3 separate regions of the Sus scrofa genome follow, and regions 2 and 3 are each linked to region 1. Evidence: chromatin contacts called from public Hi-C data. All regions are on one chromosome and are shown on one strand. The core of a region is the stretch at or near the end of the contact, and the rest is flanking DNA. Distances in the headings are between cores, read along the strand shown.

Region 1 (4,574 bases), core at 541-3,040:
CCAGTTACCTTCAGATGTTTTGGATAAATCATCTGAACTTTTATTTACTTTGATTTATTTAACATTGTCAAATAGTCATGAACTACATTCTAGTGGCTATCCAGTTCCTACTAAATCTGTTATAATGGCATCTTGTGTAGAATCTCAAATGTACATCTTTCCTGTGGTCGCCTGTTGCCATGCGGGAGTTGTTTTAGGTGTTCTCTGTGCTTCTCATTATTCTCATGATTCCTCTTACAGTGTACATTATTGGGTTTGCTCCCCAGCAATTCACCCATCTAAACTCCTAATTTCTAAGAGTAATGTCCCTTATTGAAGTATAGTTAGCCAATGGTAGGTACACATAGGCACCCAACAACTATTTCCTTATCTCATGTTGTTTGGACATCTTTCACAACTCTTCAGAGGATCATTTTTGCAAGCTTCAGGACTGAAAATTGCTGTCTGTAAGCATCTGCTCCACGTGATGTATTTTATTTTCTTGCATATTTTTGATAGGATGCGGTCACTGTTGTGACTACGCCCCTTCTCTCTCCTTCCTCCATTCTTCCTCCTCCCTCATCATCATTTCCTCTGCCTCTCCCCTTCCTTCCTGTGTCCCCCTCCTTCCTCTCTTGATTTAGTCATGATCATACATTCAGCAATCCGGAGGTTTTTCTCAAACATCCTAGTGTGGGACTCAGTGGTTTGTGTAATTTTATCCGTGAACCATCACCTTCCTTGAAGAGCAGGTTCAATGGTTAGCAGTCCTCCTACTCTGCTCTCTGAATGCCCTGAATTGTATTTTGAATTATGGGCTCTTCCACCCGAACTTCTCAGTAGTGTATGTTTAGTAATATAGACCCTATATAATCTAAGACTATAGAAATGGTCATCGAATATATTACAAATGATAATATATGTTTCCCTAAGTTGTAAACACATTTCATCAAAACCCCAAACCAATCTCCCAATATATGAAATGATCAAAGACCTTAGAGCTAGAGAAGCAGGGAAATGTCATCTAAGTTTTTTGATAGCAGTTACCTTCAGATGTTTTGGATAAATCATCTGAATTTTTATTTACTTTGATTTATTTAATATTGTCCAATAATCATGAACTGCATTCTAGTGGCTATCCAGTATATATACTTAGATTATCTTCTGCCTGTGGCTTAAAATGTTACTTATATACATTTGTGTATATGTGTAAGTATAGTACATTTGTATAAGCTGCATTAAAAATTTTTTTGAAACCCCCACCTCCCTTATTTTTGTGCATTCTTGATTATCATATCAGTGCTTGTGGTTCCTTCAAGAGATGATAATGGTTATATTCTAATTGTTAGTTGTGAGCTCAGCTTGGAAACTGAGGCCATCCCCTCAATGTCATGGCTCTAAAATATGTAATTTTCTCATATAGACTCTTTGTAACAAACGTAATATTCAGCCTTTGCCTCTGTGTTCTGTTCTGCTGTACCTAATCTGGAATTTGGTCATTATTATTTTTTACAACTAATGTTAGTAAGGCTCAGAACATCAGTTTAATGGGCAGCACATAATTTATTGCTAAAGGCGATTTGCGTGGTGAGACTTAGCTGCTTATTTTCTTAAAATTTGCTGATAAATTCTAAAGAGTTGAGCAAGCAAGTCTTCCTCCTATGATACTGTCTCTGCTGCATCTGGCTGGGAATGTCATAGAGCTCTTCCAGAGGAATCAAAGAACCAGACTTCTTCCGCTTACATGGAGTTTAATGTCCTTAGTAGAGCATGGGCATGGGGAATAGACAGGGAAAGAGCCCTTTTAGGTTAGCAAACCAAGGCAGGTTCGCTGGAAGTTAAGCCTAGAGTCTAAAGGTGACTCTGTCTTGGGGAAGGAAGCAGGAGGGGACCAGTGGATCTGATAGAAGAGGGTTTTCCTCTCACATCCAGGACACTTATGTCTTGGAATTCTGTTGTTTGTTAGGGCCCTCTACTTGGTAATGTGAGATGAATTTCTTTAAAACCATCAGTCTTCATGAGTGGAGATGAACACATGTAAAGAGTTAGTGCACTTCCAGAAAAAGGCTTCTCTAACCCATGGAAAGGACCTGTCTGAAAGGATCTTGGAGATCAACACATGTTTGCTTTTGAAAAATCCAGCTAAATAGGTTGGATTGAGTAGTCATGGATTTTTTTTGCTGTTGTTTTTGTTGTTGTTATCTACCAGGTTACCAAGTGTATTGGAATTTCCTCTGATGTAACCTGAAAGACTAAATCAGTCCACATAAATCGATTGTTCTTATCCCTGACTTGGTAGACAAATCAGTGGACTTTTATTTAAAAAATAGAGATTCCTAGTCACTTACGATGGAGCATGATAATGTGAGAAAAAAGAATGTATACATGTATGTGTAACTGGGTCACCTTTCTATACAGTAGAAAATTGACAGAACACTGTAAACCAGCTATAATGGAAAAAATAAAAATCATTATAAATGAAAAAAAGGAAAACAAACAAAAATAAAAATATAATATAGAGATTCCAAACCCCATTCCACTGAATGTAAGTACCCCGAGGTACAAAACCCAGGTATCTATTTTCAGAAAAGTTTTACTAATGATTCTCATGATCAGCAGGGGTTCTGAGCCATAGAATTGCATTGCAGGGGCTAGGGGGTATGCTTTTCTGTACACCCATCCTATGTCTTCCTTTCCTCCTAAGACTATAGCAAAAATCTTTAATTTCTACTTGCGTTTGATACCTTTGGTGTGGATGCAAGATTGACCATTTTTCATTTTTATTTGAAAAAGTATTCCATTTCTTCAAATTAAAAAAAAAAATAAGATTTCAAGTACATATGTTGTTTCTTCAGAGGCTCCCCACAGTCCTTCATTGCCTTGGTTCTACCCAACCACCATAGACACAAACCACAATAAAAATAGACAGCAAGGCAGGCAGAACTGTTAAGACCTTATTCACATAAAGCCGGTAGTAAGTTACTCATTAGAAGTAAGTTGAGTGATTTCAGGGTTAGGCTTAGTCCTTCAGGTCTCTAGGGAACCCTTGTACAAATTGCTGATTCAGAAAATCATTACTCCGGTGGCTCAAGTGGCACTTTAGTGGCCTTAAAGAGTTATTTGACACACCTCCCCAAACAACTAAGTTATCCCCATGATTATGTTGATTAATTGCACACTCTGTGGAATTAGTGTTATTTTCAATGAAAGATTTTCCTGCATTGGGAAAAGAAAGCATAAACCTCACATGCTTTAATTTGATAATGTGTGTGCTTTTCCGCTTCTCCTAGGCATGACACCGAGCGAGGGGATGGTTTGGCTGTTGTGTCTAGGGTGGGATAAGTAATCCAAGGCAAAACTTTAGTGTTGCATCAGGATGGTGACTTTTGGTGTACCAGAGGAATGGTTGCTCAAAATGTTGACCAGTTCTAACATTTTCATCCATCAAAGGACTGGATGGATGAAAGGACTGACTTCGAATTGAGTTGATATTATTTGAGGAGAGAGCTGTGTTCCACAGGGAGAAAAAGATGAGTGGAATAATCTTTGTTACCATGATAGATACTGGTCAGACATCTGGAATACTCCAAGAAGAGGTGGCATAATGTGAAATGGGTTTTGGTACAGAAATTGGTAGTTTACGTTCTAGTTTCAACTCTTAATATCTGTATACCTTCTTTTATTGCTACAAACAGGTTACCCTTTCTTAATTTTAGTGACCTCATCTGTCAAATAGGGGTTAAAATGCCCATCTAAGGAATTCTTAGGGTGTTGTCTTAAAAAATGTAAGCTAAATTGCTTTGTATGCTATATAGGGCTTTACAAACATGAGGGCTTTAAGGAGAATTGAATATAGATTCTAAACCATGTTCAGAATCCCCCCAAATGAAGAGTTTTGATGAAGTCTCAAGATACTCTTAAGTGTATCTGGAATTTTGGTACACCCACTGTTTTGAAGGCTGTGCAGTGTCTAGACGGGATGAGGTGAATCAATGACAAAAACCAGCCAAAACTCATAATTTTCTGGGGCAGAGCTCTAGATCATTACTGAGTGTTCTATTTTGATGATTTAACAACATCCGTGAAAGAGAGAACTAATGCTAGTCTTTCCTGGGAACGTGGCTCACCCCCTATTTCTCATCATCCTTTGCTGCAAACTCCGTATCTAATCACTTTTTCCCTGAATTTCCTTTCTGTTCTCAATTTATAAAGAGGAGGAAGAGAATTTTCTAGGTTCTGAAATGACTTTTTTTTCCCCCTGCTAAAATTGAGTTGTAATTCTTTTAGCATGAAATTTACTAAATTTGAATTTTTAAAAGCCTCCTGGAATAGTAAGATTCTGCAGAAGAGAACCAATGGTCTTCTCTGAAATTTAGAAATCAGGAAAATGACCTTAACTTCTGATTTCTTATAAACCCAGGCTCCTTACCTCCATGCCAGGGTCAGAGAAACTTAAAGGTGACCAGCTAGTCAGAACCGCAAAGGTGTATCTGCCTGGAAACATCACAAGTCGAAAATCTTCTCTAAGTCAGTTAAAATAAAGTTGAATCTTTAAACATACATTGTTTATTTGACAGAAGATTACACACACACAT
Region 2 (4,574 bases), core at 1,377-3,876, 89 kb before region 1:
TAACAAGTGTCAACAGTAGACATTTTTTAGAAATTGGAATGTTACCATGGAATCAAAGTATTCCACTTTAAGGTTGAATATCTGAAGATACCTTCTTTCAAGCTGTCTCTTAAGAGGAAGTTAATATTCATTTTACATATCCTGCGTGAAACCTCTTATGCTATGACATTTTCCTGTCTATTAAGAAATAGCGTTAGAAAAAAGAATTAGTTGATTTCTAACTTGTATATATCTTGCATCTAAGCTCCTTTCCTTAAATTGTGAATCATGTCATCTTTGTGAAAAATATGTCACATACATACTCTTATAATGTCATTAGTTGAAGTTTCCAGAGTCAGAGTTTATGTTTACATTTCCCTATATTGTCCGACTCTGTGATCCCTGCTTTAAAAGGCATCCCAAAATAGCAACAAGAGAGTAAATTGGGTGTAATGGTTTGTATGGTCTGTTCATTGAGCTGCTTGCTTTTTCTGGTTACCAAATATGATCTAATCTTCTACTCCAAGCTTTCTTTGCTGTGCTACGTTGTCCTTTAAATGTCACGATAAACTTAATACAAATACTTTCAAGGTACCAGTGGGGGGAAAATCTATATGAGATGCCCAACAGATAAGTCTAAGGACTTCAGATATCTAAAAATATTGCCAACTAGAATTCAGTGACTTCAGATTTAAGGACATAAGGTGTTGTAGGAGGATCCTGGTGAAAGATATTACATCTAACTCCTTTGCTCCATAATGAGGATAAAAAGAAGAAAAAAGAAAGTATACAGAGAAGAAAACTTATCATAATTAGTCTATCTATTTTTGGGTTTTTTTTCACATAGGGGATTTCATATTTAAATGAAAATTGCTGGGGGCAACAGTTAAAATGAATATTCTCCTTTTATTGTAAAACCTAGAAAACACCATTTTTGAGTTGCTACTTATCTAAGGCTGGTTCTCTTTTTCCACTCCATTGTTAGTGTTTGTCTGATCAGGGCGGAGATCTTCTGGATCGGGTTGCACACAATCCACAAAGCCTTTTCCTCCTTCTGTTGAAAGGAGGCACAGCTGAAGTTGGTCTCTTTGCCTTTTCATGATATGGGGTTACGGTGGAATCAAAACCAGCGGGATGAAAGCCCCAAAGCTTCCTGCTTCCAGCTGTTTTCCTCAGCGAAGATTTTTTTTTTTTTCTCCCAAAGATGATGCTTCCTTTCAAGGGGTTTTTAATCTGCAAACTGTTTCCTCAGTTTATTTCACTACAGTAAAATGTGTTCCCTTTAGGTCATATCTGTCTCTTTTAAAACCCAACCTGTCCTTTTCAGCAGTGTTAGTTGCTACTCAAAAGAACAAATGTGATTTATAAAGTCCCTTTAATGAGGCACGAAGACCAATAAACCTTTGCCACTGGAGTTTCATCTTTGGGATTACTTTACTTTGATTTATGAAAAATTTTAGATGCTAAAAAGCCATGGAGAACACTATTAATTTGACCATTTAATATTTGTAAACAAAGCAGTTCAGGGTAAAATACATTGTCATAGCCTTAAGGTTTATTGTGTAGGGTTTTGTTTTTTTTTTTAATTCTTCCAAATGCAGTGTAATGATATATAATTTGTTTAATGTAAATGCTTAAAATTAAGGCGCTGGAAACTGCATAAATGCTAAATGAATATTAAGATTGGTTTGATTCATTAAGAAATAATGGGAATAAAAATATGACTCACTTTTTTTTCACTGATGGTTTTTACTTCTCGATTGACGTTTCTGAATTTACATTTGTAAATTCTGCTTCCTTTGGGGATACATGAAATGTAAAAATGAATTCTCTTAATCACTCATTAAATATAATTCAAAAAATATTAACTAGACCTTCTACCCATTTCCTGGATCATCCAGGCTTCTAGCTTAACAATAATAATCATTATACACTAACTTATACTTGTTTAACTGAGCTGCTCTTAAAAATATACTACTGTGGGTCAGAAGTTCCCCATTTCTCTATCTTTGGTCTTTTCCCAAATATTTATATGTACCTCCTAAAAGTGGGGAACTTACCAGCAAGAGGCTTCACATTGCTGGCCTGTTATTTGAGCTAATTCTTTGTGATATAATGAAGCCAGTGGCATATGGGAGATAACCACCTCATTTCATTTTCTCTTTAATGCTAACTCTAACATATGCTTTTGAATTGAAGTGGGGTCCCAAATGCCAATATATGTTAAGAGAATTAAACACTAAAAAAAAGATCCCCCTTCTTTACTCCCCTTGCCCGCTCCTTTGAGGGTGAGTGGCTGATAGGGCTTAAAATCATGAGCATGCCTATTTTATCTGTACTGTTTAATAGAGAGCTATGAAAAAATGGCAATTAACATATTCAGACAGAAAATCATCCTGGCTGAATGACTCATTAAATAGTCGTATAAACAGGATGTGCTGAAATGAACTGGTACAAAATTTAGTTTCATTGGTCTTTTTGCTCATTATCAGCACTTTAAGAAGCAGACTTGTGGGTGCTTGGAGGACACTTAAATTTCTTTTCTCTTTATTTTTTTCTTAAATACTTCTCCCCTCCTCCACCCTTTACCCCCTGCCATTCCCAGTTCCCTGGCAGGCAAGCACTTTTACCCGTCTAAACATGAAGCGTTATGTTGGAAACCAACCAAATCAGGGCTAAGAACTTTTAAGGTCTGTCCAGGCCAGTGGTTCTCAACTCCTATGACAATCCAGATGTACTCGAAGGTTTTTTTGGGTTTGTTTGTTTGTTTGTTTGCTTGTTTTTTAATGCACAGATATTTTGAAACCTCTTTTCTTGGGACCCTGATTCCAGAGGTTGGGAGTAGGACTTGGGACTCTGTATTTTAATAAAAGGTCCCAATGGGATTCAGAGAGAGCCAGCCAATCCTGAGGACCATTCACTGATTTGTGTCCCCTCGGAGTATAACTCCTGCATATCTGATCAGTGGTCATTAGGCCTCCCTGTCAGTGGTTTGCAGTCCTGGCTGTACATTGCAGTTACCTGGGGACCTGGGAAAATGCTGATGCTTTAAAACCTCCCCAGGTGATTCTAATGTAGAGTCAAGTTGAAGTTCTGTCCTACATAAGCAGAAGGAGTTAGATTTAGCTGAAAAAGCCCTTTCTGTTTTTTTTTTTTTTTTTTCTTTACAAGTTGCTTTACCCTGTGCTAAAACTACTCTCCCTGTATCCCCACCCCAGCCATACACACGCAGCTTAAACCTTTGGTCTCTACTAAGGCTTTTATTATTTATTTATTTATTTAAATGTGGGCATGGCTGTATTCATAGTTTTTGTTTGTTTGGGGTTTTTTGGTGCTATGCCCAAAGGTTTCTTGGGTTCTTTGTTGCTGCGCCGAAGTTCCCGGGCCAGGGATTAAACCCGCACCATAGCAGTGACCTTAGCCACAGCAGTGACAAGATCCTTAACCCACTGAGCCACCAGGGAACTCCTGTCATTTATTGGTACCCCATTCTCAGGTGAGAATGTAATGTTCTACTTTCACATTGTGGCAGATTCCTATTCTTCCTACACACCTGCGATATGCAGATGTGTTGGTGTAACATGAGCACCCTACCAAGGCGAAGGAAGAGGAAGAAGAGCAGGGTAGGAGTTTAGCAAAGGAACAAATATCCATCTACTGAGTCTCTGTATGCTCCAAGAAAAGTTCTGAATAAACAGATTTCTCTTTTAGCAGGTTGTGACATTAAGTTGGAGCCTTTCGTTACATTGATTAATACCAGTATGTTTTGGACCTGTTCCGTGAAAGTCTCAGATCCAGCCCATAATTGAAGATGAAGAAAAAAAGCTTTCCCCATTTCAAGGAAAGGGGGAAGAATAATCTTGCAAACTGGTACATGAGAACCGTTCTCCCCAGCTGTCCAGAGGTATTTAAGTCTTGGCTGACTTTAAAACAGGTCTTTACAAATGAAAGGTGAACCAGTCGTGGCTTCGTTTTGCCCACCACTGGGGAGACACTCATCATCTGTAGGAAGATGTTCTCCTCCTTCCTACATGGAACCTTCCACATGTTAAATCTTTACCCTTGACGTTACTAAGGAAAAATACCCTTTAAATGCCAGTCAGGTGCTAAGTTGGTGACAGAAGTGAAAATAGATTGAGCCCCCAAGGTCTTGGGTGCCAGGAATCTCCTGTAGGAGAAGAGAAGAAAAGCCGTATCCACTCCCCTTCACTGCTGGGGTGGGGGGTGGGCACCAGAGGGAGATTAAGCAACTCTTCTTGATTTTTACATCTTGTGGCAGAGTCCTGTGGCAGAGCCCAGACTCCTGATTGCTGCTCTAGCACTTTTAAGTACATACAAGGATTTTGGAGGACACAGAAGTCCAAAGAAGTTTCCTTAGAGACTTTGACTATTATATTGGCATGAGTTAGGGCTCTGGCACCAGGCAGCAGGAGCCCTGGACTCCAGTGTACGGGACATGGTCATGCTTTATAGTTTGTGTAGAAGTGGAAGACTCACTGTCAAGGTCATGCTAGGGGAGGGTCAACCCTTATGAGACTGTGGGCATCTCCTTAAATAATGCTCTGAGGAGCTTCCCTTGCCTCACCCCATTCTGC
Region 3 (4,574 bases), core at 835-3,334, 73 kb after region 1:
GACCTAATCGCTCTGCAAAGTTTGTGTTGGAAGTACACACTCCATCTTTTTTTTTCCCCCCTTTGAAACAGGACATCAGGCCAAGATGTCGGAGTCCTCCTAATACAATTCTCTCTGCAAATAATTTGTTTATGGCTAAATCAGCCCTGCTTCTAAGTGATAAGGAGATACATGCTTCTTATTTCATATTCTATCAGTGTCACTCTGTAATTGGTCAGAAGCGGGACTCCCGAGTGATGCAGTGGTCTACCTCTGTAGGGCTGGCTCTGGTACTCATAAAAAGAGATGGCAAGGCCTGAGGTTTGGGCTTCATCTGACAAGACGAAGATGCCTTGACTAGGTGGGTGTGTGTGGCAGTTTATTTCCCTTCTGAAAGTAAAACAGAGTTCGATTTGTTTAGGAATGTTTAGATCCATTTCTAACATTGAACAGGACTATTTATACAGATGTTTTCAGGGAAAGTCAAAGAATCGGGGGATGCTGGCCTTTGCTGCCTTGTACTGTGTTTCTTTCAAAAAAAAAAGTATTCTTGCTGGTCAGCTATGGGAAACCTAAACCAATTTTTTTTTTTTTTTTTAAAGAAGGGCTGATTTGTGAACTCGTGCATTTAAAGGAAAAAGAAAAATCTGCCAAAGTGGGAGGAGGAGAGAGAGAGAGAGCATGACCAATACATTTCACAACAGATATCTCTTCCCAGACAGTTTTAAGGCACCGCAAACCCAGGCCCTGCTCCACGGTAAATTCCTCTCGAAAGGTCCCTTTTGGCTGGACTTCTTCCTGGTGTCCCCAGGCAGACACACATGCTTTCCCAGGGACAGACCCTTCTCTGGGAAGTGGGAGAGAAGAGACCCCTCAGAGCTACCCGATATTTGTAGTCATTGCCACCTTGTGGATTACAAAGGACATTGGTTTGCATCAAACTTCCATTTCAGTTTGGCTTTTTATGGCAAGTGCTCTTTGGCAGTGGATTGCTGAGTTCCTCACCAAAAGGATCCTGGTTTGTTCAGCAACACCTCACTTCTCTCCTCACAGTTCATTTATGATTCTGATGAGAGTGTTTTTTCAGGAAACACACATTTCACTTTTTGACCTAGGAGCATCTGTTAGAATTTTTTTTTTTAATACTACTTTGGCATTCTGAAAGTGTTAATGTCTCTCCTATCTGTTTAATGCTATTTAGGGATATTTATGATCACCTCTTGGTTACTCAGGGTAAAGTGTGTCGCAATTTTTTTTAAACAGACAGGAAAGCATTCACATGAGGAAACAGATTGCTTTAAACATGTGCTTCCTGTGACAGTAAAAAGAACAAATTAGATTTAACACTGTGTAATGAATGCATGAATGTGTATATTTAAGCTTTTCAAAGCTTTATGTTCAGTTCTGGTCACAAGTAAAATTGAGTCACCTGTAAAAATTAAAGATGCCTCGGTTATTCTCAGATTCCTGAAATGTCTGGGAATTGAGCTTCTCACCTGAGGCTGCCTCACTGGAATCATGAAGAGTAGGCTCTGTTAATGCTGGAGAGGAGAACGTTACTGGCACATTCAGGGGTTAAAGCAGGTTAGAGTCAGATTCTGTGCCTTTAGCGAAGAAAGCAGATTTGTTGGATGTCGTGGGGTGGGGGTGGGGGGAGCAGCAAGGCAGCATTTTCTTGCTGTCTTCCTCCCTCTCTGAGAATCAGTGAAAATAACCTATTCTTCTGCACTCCAAATTGTCCTCTTAGATGAAAGAAAAAAGAAGAGAATCTGAGGTTGACTTCATAGCATCTACTAAGATTTAATTACATAAGAAAAGGAGTCCTTTTCTTATGTAATTCACTTTGGGCTCCTGTAGGCTGCCTGGCAGGGAGTGAATAGAATATAGGTTCATATTTCCAGTTAGACACAAGGATTGAATTGGAGGGCATGAATCCTCTCCCCCAGAAGAGGCTCTCCTTGCCATTTCTGGCTGAGCCCCGTGGATGGTGCGTTTCCTTCCCCTGTGCTTTTCAAAGCTGAGGATTTGTGGCAGTCTCGCCACCTCTCTGGCCAAGGAAGGCCAGGACAGAGTCCCTCGGGGGAGGGCACAGAGTTCAGGGACATCTGACACTCTTGTGTCGCATACTGAGGTACTAATATCAAAACAGACTGCTTGTCCCCGCACGGTAGGGCAGTGCTTTTTTTGGCTGCCGTGGTCGAAACGAAATGGGCAAGCTGTAGCCCGCTTGGCATCAGAAGGGGCTAAGGGAAGCTGGGAGATCAGAGTCAGACTGTGAATAAAAGTAACAGCCAATGGTTAACTTCCTTTTTGTGTGTCACTTGGCAGCGATGAGACTGATGGCGAGTTTTTTTTTTTTTTTTTTAAACGTGGGTGAGAGTTCAGTGCCCTAGGAAGAGCCGTAGATGCTGTCATTGTGCTTCCTTATACAGTTGACTTGCGTTGATTTCTTGAGGCCACTACAGCTGTTCCTAGTGCCAGCTCCGGGAGCTGTATACATGGCCCGTCGGACTTCGGCTGAAAAAGGTAATCAGATGAGAGGTGATCCACACAGAATCTCGCTGCTGATTACTAGGAAGTCACCAGGAAATCAGATTCTCGCAGAAGGCAGTGGTGCCAAAGGATCAGATAGGCACTTGAATGGATGTTCCCTTGTATGCAGACATCCAAAAATCTTTTAAAATTGTACAACTCCACACCCCTCATCTCCCATCAAAGATTCAGATCAGTTTTGGATTATCTGGAAAATGCAGTGCTAACAGAGCTGGGTTGAAGTCAGATGAAATTAACTGCTGCTTTTTGGGAGAGGTTGTGGTTCTTGGGCTAGTCGCATTGTTATTTTTTATTTTTTTATTTTTTTGAAGGGTTCATTGGAAGGGAGTTGGGGAGAATTTCTAACCTCCCTCAAGATTTTCCTCCCATTTCTCTGTTTGCAGAGAGCTAGCTGTTCCCCAAAGGCGAAAAGAGCGAGTTGCCATCTTGAGCAGGGAATTGTGTATTTAGTGTGCACCAAATGGTCTCAAAGTTAGCCTGAAATTTTCAATATATCTAGTTGCTTTCATATCCTATTTATCCCCCCTAACCATTTGTACAAGATATCAGTAGGATGACCAACTTCTGACAACCCTAAAAGCAGGGAAGGAAGCTTAGAAATAGAATACCATTTGTCTGGTAATTAGAGTGTATCTCTTAAGAGTTCGAGAGAATTCTGATTAACCTTTCTGTTCCCACATTCTCACATAAAATTAGCACACCTTTTAAATTATTATCTAGTATTTAAACACACATTTTTGAGCCTTCTTCATGCAACAGGTTCTGGAGACACTAAAAGTGTGTTATAGGTTTCTAAAAAACTTCATTTTTCTTACATTTTAAATGTTCTGTTTGTGCAAAATTTCGAGAATCACCATAAGGGCTTCTTTGCATTTTTAATTTAGTAACTAACATATGAATAAATTTGCATATTAATTAGTTGCAGATTAAATCATGCATACATAATTGCCTCCTTACTGTGTTTAATGTTTGTCAAAATCTCCAGCCTGGTTTGATGGATGTCGTATGAAAGATTACAATTTGATGTACCCTTGGAAGTATTTACACCAATAATGCAAGATTCTTAATAGCAGAATTCTCTAGTTATATACAGTTACTAATAAACATGTAAGATAGGTACATGTCCCTTTGACTAAAATTTTTTTCTTTGCACCAAATCATTTACTATTCATAATCATTAATGCATCTCCTAATTATACAGCATATGTCTGTTAACCCTTTCACTGCTGGTCTTCAAGTGGTAGTTTCTTTTCTTTCCTTGCCCCCTAAAGAAAGCAGATTATTTGATAGGATTCAGAAATAACCGCATTGCCTTTTACCTGTTTCTCTTCTAGTATGTGGACACACCTCCTTTGCCTTTTACTTGAAGGTACAGCTGAGAATTATATGATCACTTTATATTTTCCATTTAAAGATCAAGAAATGACCCATGTGCCCACACTTTGTAGCTGATGGGCTTTTGCCTCTCCTTTACCTGTGCTGAAAAGAATTCAAATATTTCCGATACCTTCATATTAAATGATTTAAAAATATATAGAGAGAAACTCAATTTCAGAGGATACTTGTAGGATGAGTAAAATTATTTAAATTATATTTTATTCCATTTTGAATATTGTAATGCCTTTCATGTATTATCATCCAATATAGGATGGATATGTTTTTGTTTTTGTGTTTTTGTACTAGGACTGAGACCTCTGCAGTAGAAACTGACTAGGGAATAGATGGTCATGGTTTGACATAGTTAAAAAAAAATGCATATGCCCATAGTGTTCTTTTTAATTAATTCCTCAGGTATTTAATTTTTTAACTTTCATTTTACTCATGTAAAGAGTAGACCAACTGGCATTTTTTTTTTTTTTTTGCTATTTTGATGTCTAAGCTGCTTATCACACTGTATTACCCTGCATTAATGAGTATTCCTACTGTGCAAAATTCTATCAAAAATGATGGTGTGAATGTCATTTTTAATTGGAAGTTTATACAGTCAAATTTATAGTATACAACAAAAAATATGTATGTAGTTCTGCTCCAAGCCTTTTTTA

What was found. A called contact is a pair of places that touch in the nucleus more often than the background predicts.
Region 2: a Hi-C map of retroperitoneal adipose tissue shows a contact between it and region 1, with 2.3 times the contacts expected there. The contact joins two enhancer-like sites. A contact is called at or near these places in 13 of 47 Hi-C or Micro-C datasets (embryonic fibroblasts, fetal heart ventricle, heart right ventricle and 7 more) and 2 of 2 datasets of contacts at active chromatin or transcription factors (alveolar macrophages and skeletal muscle).
Region 3: a Hi-C map of retroperitoneal adipose tissue shows a contact between it and region 1, with 1.8 times the contacts expected there. The contact joins two enhancer-like sites. A contact is called at or near these places in 10 of 47 Hi-C or Micro-C datasets (alveolar macrophages, brain, embryonic fibroblasts and 4 more) and 1 of 2 datasets of contacts at active chromatin or transcription factors (skeletal muscle).

What each region holds. Positions count from the first base shown.
Region 1 is chr1:104,902,872-104,907,445 of Sscrofa11.1, reverse strand. The region is part of intron 5 of TCF4 (transcription factor 4); the gene reads left to right. Among named protein-coding and RNA genes, the nearest start is that of TCF4, 170 kb to the left of the region's middle. Within about 2 kb of position 1,790, at least 3 of the 83 cell types and tissues checked have an H3K27ac peak or open chromatin away from gene starts, as enhancers often do. A contact at or near this core is called in retroperitoneal adipose tissue, where this site is marked.
Region 2 is chr1:104,992,698-104,997,271 of Sscrofa11.1, reverse strand. All of the region lies in intron 3 of TCF4 (transcription factor 4), which reads left to right. Among named protein-coding and RNA genes, the nearest start is that of TCF4, 85 kb to the left of the region's middle. Within about 2 kb of position 2,626, at least 8 of the 83 cell types and tissues checked have an H3K27ac peak or open chromatin away from gene starts, as enhancers often do. A contact at or near this core is called in retroperitoneal adipose tissue, where this site is marked.
Region 3 is chr1:104,830,576-104,835,149 of Sscrofa11.1, reverse strand. The region is part of intron 8 of TCF4 (transcription factor 4); the gene reads left to right. Among named protein-coding and RNA genes, the nearest start is that of TCF4, 250 kb to the left of the region's middle. Within about 2 kb of position 2,084, at least 21 of the 83 cell types and tissues checked have an H3K27ac peak or open chromatin away from gene starts, as enhancers often do. A contact at or near this core is called in retroperitoneal adipose tissue, where this site is marked.